2 separate regions of the Oryctolagus cuniculus genome follow, and region 2 is linked to region 1. Evidence: chromatin contacts called from public Hi-C data. All regions are on one chromosome and are shown on one strand. The core of a region is the stretch at or near the end of the contact, and the rest is flanking DNA. Distances in the headings are between cores, read along the strand shown. Region 1 overlaps PTPN3 (protein tyrosine phosphatase non-receptor type 3). Region 2 overlaps PTPN3 (protein tyrosine phosphatase non-receptor type 3).

The links. Hi-C and Micro-C count contacts between places; a contact is called where the count stands out from the background.
Region 2: a Hi-C map of psoas muscle shows a contact between it and region 1, with 3 times the contacts expected there. The contact joins two enhancer-like sites. A contact is called at or near these places in 3 of 6 Hi-C or Micro-C datasets (ear pinna, psoas muscle and an unstated tissue).

What each region holds. Positions count from the first base shown.
Region 1 is chr1:213,151,832-213,156,642 of mOryCun1.1, reverse strand. It overlaps PTPN3 (protein tyrosine phosphatase non-receptor type 3), which reads left to right. Exons shown (of 25, transcript XM_070055403.1): 6 at 2,950-2,994. Among named protein-coding and RNA genes, the nearest start is that of PTPN3, 87 kb to the left of the region's middle. Within about 2 kb of position 2,167, at least 2 of the 8 cell types and tissues checked have an H3K27ac peak or open chromatin away from gene starts, as enhancers often do.
Region 2 is chr1:213,201,904-213,206,714 of mOryCun1.1, reverse strand. The region is part of intron 1 of PTPN3 (protein tyrosine phosphatase non-receptor type 3); the gene reads left to right. Among named protein-coding and RNA genes, the nearest start is that of PTPN3, 36 kb to the left of the region's middle. Within about 2 kb of position 1,909, at least 1 of the 8 cell types and tissues checked has an H3K27ac peak or open chromatin away from gene starts, as enhancers often do.

The DNA.
Region 1 (4,811 bases), core at 918-3,417:
AGAATGCAGTACACATATCTATAAAAATTACTGAAACAAAAAGTTTTAGAAAACTTTAGTTAAGTGCAGAGCACCCTGGAGTTTTTTCTATCCTGCTGTTTCCTTTCTCTAAATCGGCAGTGACTCCTGAGGTGCCAGGTTCCAAGCTGAGTGCGGACCAGGCTGCCCCACAGTTGTCCATCACCATGGCCAGGCCATCTCCCAGGCCATGGCCCCCTGGGCGGGGGGGTTAGAGCTCTCCAGGGGCAGATGTGGAGGAAAGGGACGAGAGGACCAGCCTGCACCAGGGGTCTCTCCAGTGCCCGCTGCCACATATCTGCCTGCTGAGCCTGCCTGCCACTCCAGGGACGTGGGGGTACTCAGGAGACCTGAGGCTGCCTTCTGAGCCGCAGAGGGTGGCAATGGGAAATGGGGAATTGGACGTGCAGAGTTACGGCTCGTGGGTGGGGCTGCAGAGAGCCAGATTCCAGCTCAGGATGAGCAGTAGACTAATATTGCTTCTGCCTGTGTCCCAGAAAAAAACCCACTGGTCCGTGTTGCTCCTAAAACTCACAGGTTCAGCGTTGGCATCCCACCCCCACTGCCCTCTCCGGTCTAAGATGGGTGGTGTGGAGCCAAGTGAGCTTGTTGTCTCCTCCTGGGCTTGGGGCTTTGGATCTTTCCTCTTGCAGCAAGAACCACAGCAGTAGCCACACCCACGACTCCTGTCAAGCTGGGAGCAGCCAGGACTGCCAGATCTTTTTCCTACTCTACCAGGCTTCCACCATTAATCCCCATGCCTTTTTCTTTACTTTTTAACTCAAATGCCGGGTTTTACATGTATTGCTGGCCCATGGTACCTTATGAAGCTGCAGCTTTGGAGTCTGTCCAAAAGGGATTTCCCTTTAAGGAATTTAAGGAAGGGGATTTAGCTCTCAAGAGCCAAAGAAAGAGTACAGAGGTGGTATTTGGCTTATTTTTGTTGTTATTGGTTTGTTTGCTTTTAAAGGATCAGGATAGGGAGACATTCATTGCTTTGTTGCTGGGGTTGGGATCACAGGTGGGGTCCACTCTGAGTGTGGCGATGCCACTGCCCAACTTGCAGCTCTCTTTTATTCTAATCAAGTCCGTGTCTGTTATGAGCCTCCGCCACTGCTGTTCCCGATCAAGTTAGATCTTCCCCAGGAGAATGTCGTCTACTGGCCACATAAGTTAAAAGGAGGCTCCTTCGAGTTTCTCCCGGAAGGCCCCTGCGTTTGGGTGGCATTCGCTATTCTGATGTCTCTGGGTTTCATGCCATAGAGTAGGCTCGGAAACTTGGCTGAGCAAATGACAGGGTGGCATGTCTGGGTTCATGTTCACCCTCAGATCCCTGGGAAGGTGTAGTGATCAGCATGGCCCAGCCGCAAAAGCTCAGGTTTACCCTGGGATTATCCATAGCCCTCTCCCTGCCCCTCTCTCTCTCAGTAGCATTGTAGGAGGAGGGAACACTTAATTCTGGTTGAATGTCAGCGTGGATAAACATAGAAACAAACTAGAAAACACTGATTGTGTTCTCCTAAGTGGAACAGAGTGACATTCCCATTCCATACAGGCATGAATCAGCACATGTACAATATCCCATCTGTCCGTGCGGCACACTGCGGGCTGCCGGTGATGATCACCGTCAAAGTAACCATAGCAGGGTCAGGACGCTGATCCTGAGCGTTTTATGTCATTAAGTGCAGACGAGATTGGAAGTATAGGGCGATTGTGTAAATAAAGTGCGAGCGTCCTGGTTAAAATAAGACACGGCTGGCCCCCCACCCCCACCCTAGCTCAGCTCCGATTTGTGAGAAAAGCAGGCCGTGGTGTGTGGCCCACAGTTAGGTGGTGGAAGTGAGGGCAAGCGTCACCCAGCAGTGCACACACAGCTGAGGCCTGGATAACTGTGGGCTTGTGGTACTTAGCCTTTTAAGCGTCTGTGTGTCACAGAGCCAGCCCCTTGCCCTTTGTAAACCTGGAAGAATTTGAGACTGATCTGTTTAACCTGCCAGAATTCTCCCTCCCTCCCGCCCCCTGGCGCCTCTGCCCAGTCTAGATTAGATTTCAAGAGGCTTCCCTGTTGTCATCTTGGCCAGACCCTGGAATGTCTCTCCCATTTGAACCTGGACTTTAAAAAAGAGTGGGAGCCAGTGGCCAAGTGTCACATGGATTCTGTGTCCCGAAAATAGAAACCTCCCAGGGCATCTGCTGGCCTGCACAGGGTTGTGGCCTGCACCTTTCCCCAACTCCCCACCCCACCCCGAGCAGAGGCCAGGGCTGGGGGCCCCCGGACAGCTGGCCTGCAAAACAGGTCCTGGTTTTTGAAGCTACCTCTGTGGGTTGCTCACAGATGAGCACCTCCGAGCTCACCGATGGCTTAGGATGCAGCAAAAAGGCCAGCGGGTGTTTGTACCCCAGCCACAGAGGGCCTCTTCCCAGACCGGCCTCCCCTGAGCAGCTGCACACAGAGGGAGTGTAGGTGGGTGTGTGTGCACAGGCACCGTGTTCAGAACAGTGGCCCCACAGGTGGAGCAGGTGGCTGCGGGTACAGAGCTCTTGGGGGTCCTAGTGATCAGCCTGGAAGGCCCCAGCTGCAGGCCGGGGCGCTTACTGGCAGCGGCACCAGCAGACCATTGGCGGGCCACTGCCATGCTGGGTACCCATCCACTCCTGAAGTTGGTGCCTTCCCTACGGCAGCCTGCTGTGGCTCAAGATGCCCCCACCAATTGGGACTTCGGGCCCTGACTGGGGTCCTCATTGGTGACTGGGCAGCTTTGCAGTGTGCAGAAGAACGCCCAGTACTTAGACTGGAATGCATCTTTGTGTATTTTATTTTTCGTGTATACAAGTCTTGTCCTTGACTCATCAATTTGTGTGTGTATGTGTGTGTGTGTGTTTTGCCTGTTTCATTTTGAGTATGAATTAATGAAAACACTTGTTTCACAGGCATATGTATTTCTTGCAACTGAAGATGGACATTTGCGAAGGAAGGTAATGGACGTTTTGCATTTTCCTTTTCCTGTCCAACTAGCCAAATTTCTGGTCTTCATCTAATCGAGCATGCTTTCCCAGCTATGCTGTTCCATCAGGAACAACAGACAGCTGTCGGAGGCAGCGTCCTGTCTGACAGAGGCTGAGGACATCTGTTTTTTTTTGTTTTGTTTTGTTTTTTGTTTTTGACAGGCAGAGTGGACAGTGAGAGAAAGAGACAGAGAGAAAGGTCTTCCTTTGCCATTGGTTCACCCTCCAATGGCCGCTGTGCTGATCCGATGGCAGGATCCAGGTGCTTCTCCTGGTCTCCCATGGGGTGCAGGGCCCAAGCACTTGGGCCATCCTCCACTGCACTCCTGGGCCACAGCAGAGAGCTGGCCTGGAAGAGGAGCAACTGGGACAGGATCCGGTGCCCTGACCGGGACTAGAACCCGGTGTGCCAGCGCCGCAAGGCGGAGGATTAGCCTAGTGAGCCGCGGCGCCGGCCAGGACATCTGTTTTTAACTCAGTCTTGGTTCAGAGACTGCAGACTGTTCAGCCTCCTTTCTACTTCCATTATTTCCATTTCATCACAGAAGAGGCAGGATTCTTCTGGTAGAGACCTGAGCCCTTTGGGAGGGAGGGAGGAGCCCAGAGTGTAAAATGGGCTTCCCTTGGGAAGGCAGGGCAGGCCTGATCAGGCTTCGCTTCCTGCGCCTGGTCATTCATTTCCGCTCTGGGAAAGTCTGTGCTCGCGGTATGAGTGTCTGCCTGTGATTCAGCACTCCCGGTGTAGACCGCTCAGTGGCCGGAGGTCCCCGAGACCACTCCATGCGGGGAGCTGAAGCTCCAGGCTGGTGGCCCTTAGCTGCCACCTCCTTAGTGTGTCCTTGGCTTAAGGAAGAGACCGTGGCCGGTGAACTGGCGGCAAGAGCCGCGTCCTACTCCCCGTTCTCCTCAGCATGCTCTCCTTCTGGGAGGTTGGTTTTCCTGAGGAGAGTCTATGAGGCTGCCAGCAGCCTGCCCCAGCAGGGAGCCTGGTTGGGGAGATGACGCAACAGGAGCCCACGAAGTAGCTGGAAGCAGTGGAGACCCACTCTTAGCTCTGAGGCACTCCTGCCAGCGTGGGCTGCTGGGCTGAGCCAGGCTTGGTCGGGACGTGAGGAGCTGAGGTCACTGGACCATGAGAAGACACCCCCTGCCCCGACCCTGCACGGTCCCACCTAAAACTGGACTGTGGGTCTCCCCCAGCCCTCCACGTGAGGAGCTTACAGAGAAGGGAGGGTTTCTCGTGTCCAACACAGGCTTGCATCTCGCATCCAGCAGGCCACAGGGAGCCAGGCGAAAGCTGCACCTGCAGAAGTCAAATCCCCGTGTAGTGGGGAGGCCTTGCAGAGGCCACGGGGTCCCGTCCAGATGGAAGGGAACAGATAGCCCTCAAGGAAGTCCTCGTACGTGTCCAGGCCAGAGACTGGGGCATGTGGAGTGAAGACTGGAAGGAGAGAGTGGACCCCTGGATCCTAGCGCCTGTTTAGCTGTCATAGCATTAGAGATTTAGCTCATAGCCTCTGACGAGCAAGGAACAAACCCCTCTGTAGCACAGCCCACTGGGCTGCAGGGCCTCTGCTGGATTCACCCCAGTGATGGGGAGCTCACCCTTCAAGAGACAGCCTTTCCTACATTTTAGGATAACTGAAGGTTGAAGTCTGCCGCCTCCCGCCCCCAGCCCAGGCTGCCCTCTGCAGCCACAGAAACTTGTTCTGTCCCTCTCTTCTGCACGTTTACTTTGATTTTCCCTCACGTGTATTTTGCTAACACATTAAGGCACCTGACTGTGC
Region 2 (4,811 bases), core at 660-3,159, 50 kb before region 1:
AAGCCCTTCACCTGTAGACCTTCTGATAGTACAAGTAGGTAACTCTCAGGTGTGGAAGGGCAGGGAGGATGTCCTGTTTAATTATTTCACACAGGTAAGAAATTGAGAGCACACAGTAACGTCCATTTATAGAGTACTTGTACCTCACTGGAACACTGCTGGACACATGTCCACTTCTATCTGTATCCCTGTCCATCTATGGGACAATTAATTAGCAAGTTAGCAAGCAAAATTCTGGGAGGATTTTTTTTTTTTTTTTTTTTGGACAGGCAGAGTGGACAGTGAGAGAGAGAGAGAGAGAGAAAGAGAAAGGTCTTCCTTTTGCCGTTGGTTCACCCTCCAATGGCCGCCACAGCCGGCCGGCGCACCACGCCGATCTGAAGCCAGGAGCCAGGTGCTTCTCCTGGTCTCCCATGCGGGTGCAGGGCCCAAGGACTTGGGCCATCCTCCACTGCACTCCCGGGCCACAGCAGAGAGCTGGCCTGGAAGAGGGGCAACCGGGACAGAATCCGGCACCCCGACCGGGACTAGAACCCAGTGTGCCGGCGCCACAAGGCGGAGGATTAGCCTAGTGAGCCGCGGCGCCGGCCCATCTGGGAGGACTTTTTGACAAAGGACCTGGAGATACAACATAGCTTCTCTTGCTCACTGCAGAAAGGTTAAGTGGTTTTGGACAAAGGATTCATAGCTCTTCATGCACTTTGCTTAGAGATAAGAGTTACAGTCTCTGTGGCATCAGGAAAATCTTTCAGGGAATTTTCCAAGCACCTTCCAAAAGGGGTATGTACATTCATAACCAAGTGCAGATCAAGGGTGATGAAAAGCATTTAAAAAAAAAGAAAGAGAGAGAGAGAGAGAGCAAACATCGTAGGGCACAGGGGCTGGAAAATGCGTAACCAGTGGAGATAACCAGAGAAGGGGTCGTTTCTGAGATGGACTTAAAGAATGGGTAGAATTTCAACAGGAAGAGATGGCAGCACGAGTTGCTTCAGGAGGCTGGTGTGGGTGCCCTTCCTTATTTAAGGGAAGGCCAGAAAGATTGCCTGGCCTTGAGCTGGAATGACCAAGGTTGGCCAAGATGGCGGTATCAAGGACCCATCCAAGAGAAGCCCAAGAAGGTTGCTATGATTTTAATATGGTTTTAATATGGTTGGTTCCCTTGCAAACTCCTGTTGAACTTTGATTCTAAACCCTGCTGACAGGTGGCAGGTACCCTTCTCTGAGAGATTGACAGATCTGGGTTAATTTTCACAGGACTAACTAGATTAGTTATCAAGAGGGTAAGTTGTGACAAAGCAAGGCAGCCCCTCATATTTCGTCTCTTCCAGTGGAGCCGGCTGTCCCTTCTGATTTCTGCCTTTTTATGATGCAATGTGAGGCCCTCACCAGATGCAGCCACCAGATCTGGGATTTTCTAGTCCCTAGGACCTTGAGCCAAAGCAAACCTCTTTTCCTTATACATTATCCAATCTCAGGTGTTCTGTTATAGCAACAGAAAACAGACAAAAACAGAGCTGAGTACATGGAGAAAGAGTCATTTTCTGACAGGACAGTTGGAGAGCTTCCCCCTGGAGGAGAAGTGAGGGATGACCAGGAGCAGATCTGCACGGGCCTTGCTGCCTGAGGCAAGTCCCTGGGCAGCACCTCAACCCACACCCCCTGTGTGCAGGATACGTGCTTTGGGATCTCCACTGTCTGGCTGAACACAGAACCCTTTAACTTCACATGTGACTCATGTTTACAGAAGCATCACTGGACAGTCTGTTTGGCTTGTGATGCAATAACTGTGTGTACCATGGAAAAAATGAGAAAGACCTCCCAGCAGGACGCCAGGGTGCAGTTGAGGAAATCCTGTGATGTGTCATCCAGGCAGTGCTGGAAGGCCACCAGAGCACTGGGCAAGCAGAACAGTATCCCCCGTTCTTAAAATGTCACCAGGAGTAGGGAGCATAGTTTGTTTTCCTAGGCCCAGGTCAGATTTCCAGCTTCTTGGGGAGGATATTGTGCGCCAAGCAAGAGCAAGTTTTCAGAGGATCATCTTGCAGCAGAGGCCTGGGTAGTTCAAGTTCTCCATGTCACCTATCTGGCCATTCTGTTACCAACAGTGTCAGGCAAGTACCATTCCTGATCTTGAGGTCACCAAAACCATTTTTCTTTCTTTTTTATCTCTGTCCAAAAGCTCTCTCCTCTGTTCCATCCCTCAGCCATGTGAATTCCCCATAGGAGTATGACTTTCTGAACTACAGCTATTTCTTTCAAGCAAAGTTTGTACATTGTTATGCCCTGGTCATAGCTGGAGCCTTGACTTCTCAAGTAACCTGGGCTTTGAATTTGGTCAGCAAGATTTAGAGGGAGTTGAAATGGTAAACAAAACAATTTAAAAAAAATCATACAGGGGGCTCAGCATTGCAGCCCAATGGGTTAAGTCACAACCTATAATGCTGGCATCTCGTGTTGGAGTACCAGCTTAAATCCCTAGCTGCACCACCCCGATCCAGCTCCCTGCTCTTGCACTTGGGAAAGCAGCAGAAGATGGCCCAAGTGCCTGGGCCCCTGCCACCCATGCAAGAGGCCTCGCTGAAGTTCCAGGCTCCTGGCTTCAGCCTGGCCCAGCCCTGGCTGTTGGGGCCATTTGGGGAGTGAACCAGTGGACGGAAGAGCTTTCTTTTCTCTATCTCTCTCTCTTTCTCCATGCCTGTCACTCTGTCTTTAAAATAAATAAACCTTAAAAAAAATATATTCTGCAGACTTTGTCATTTTATCCCAGTGAAAGCTTATTTTAAAGGATTATACATCATTTAGAAGATACGAAAGAGGGTATGGCAAAAAGTAAACTTCCATCCTTCCACCCACCCTGACCCACCTAGTTCCTCTGTAGGAGGTAATGGTTTCTCTAGCCTGTTTTATGTGTAACCTACATACTTTGATGTGTTTGAGATTCACTTCTCTTATCAAACATCACCACTGCACTAGTACCCCTTTATCCCCTCCTCCTCAGTCACAGGGTCATCTTTTTTATTTATTTATTTTATTTTTTTTTTTTTTGACAGGCAGAGTGGACAGTGAGAGAGAGAGAGACAGAGAGAAAGGTCTTCCTTTACCGTTGGTTCACCCTCCAATGGCTGCTGCAGCCGGTGCACTGCGGCCGGTGCACTGCGCTGATCCGAAGGCAGGAACCAGGTGCTTCTCCTGGTCTCCCATGCGGGTGCAGGGCCCAAGGACTTGGGCCATCCTCCACTGCACTCCCTGGCCACAGCAGAGAGCTGGCCTGGAAGAGGGGCAACCGGGACAGAATCTGGCACCCCGACTGGGACTAGAACCTGGTGTACTGGTGCCGCAGGCAGAGGATTAGCCTATTGAGCTGAGGCGCTGGCCTACAGGGTCATCCTACTCCCCACCCAGGGAAATATTGTATGGATGACATTAGAGACCCAAGGTCAAGGGGAGAGTGACAGCTCAGGGTCCCTATTCACCTATAGGAATCATCCTCTCCCATCTCCTCTTCCTCTCTCTCCTACCCCTTTGCACCTCCTTTAAGAAGTTGATGCTCTGATCCACAGTCCCAACCATCCACACATCAGTGACACCTACAAGTTCATTATCGCAGTAAAATTTCCCTGCCTTATTTTATGACTCGGACTATGCTCCCAGTGTATATAACTTTGCTATGCTGAAGAGTCTTTTAGTAAACTGTAAAATGCAGGTTCCTGGATTCCCCCGTCCAGAGATTCAGTAGGTCTGGGCTAAAGCCTGGGGTCTGCTTTCCCCAAAACTCTCCCTCCCCGAAGGTGACATTGAGTAGTGTGGTTCCTGGATTGCATGCGGAGAAACACCATCTTCTGTGTTGTCCCTGCCTTGCCTCACTCTTCTATTTGCCACCACTGTTTGGTTGTTATTGTTAGATTCTCAAAGTCATGAGCCCTGGATAACTATTCTGCATGACCAGGCTGTTTGGCTCGCTCTCCTTCTGTTTTCAGTATAAGAACCTGGTAGGTGTGCTCGGGAGAACTTGTCAGAGCCATTCTCCCTGGACTTTGTAAGATGACACCACCTCTTTCTGTGAGGCCATTGCCTACCTAAGGTCAACCACCATGCCAGATGCCAAGTTCCGATCTCTGCCTTCTGTCCATCTCCCCTCGCTTCGACAGCCACAGCTTTCCGTTGGTGGAAGCCTCCTCACTGCTTTGGGTTTGCAGACCAGGATCTCAATGTCCCTAGGCCTAAGCAGCGAGACTAGCAAGGTCTGGCCCTCTGTCAGTGCTACAGCACGTGTGCCAGAGAGCATTCTTCAAACTCCATGGACCCTGAGGGGTCACCTAAGTGTGCTTTGTTTTAAATTTCTTTATTTATTTATCTGAAAGGCAGAGGGCCAGACAGAAATCTCCCATCCATTGGTTCACTCCTTAAATGTATGCACCACTCAGGGTTGGGCCAGGCCAAAGTCAGGACCCTAGAACTCAGTCTGGGTCTCCTTCATGAGTGCAGGGACCCAGCTGCGTGAGCCGTCATCTGTTGCCTCCCAGGGTGTGTTAGCAGGAAGCTGGAATCAGAAGTAGGGCCAGAACTCAAACCTAGGCACTCTGACGTGGGACGCAGGTATCCCAAGGGGCATCTCAACCGCTATGCCAAATGCCCGCCCCTCACGCACAGGGGCTCAAAGGTCTGCTACTCCTCTGAGATCATTGGTGAACATTATCTTCCCCTTTCTTATGAGAATATTAAAGAAACATGCAGAATCTACATCATGTGGCAGGCCCCTCATAACGAGGGCTGCTACAGAGCTTTGCTTCCCTTACTAGAAGCTGTGTTTA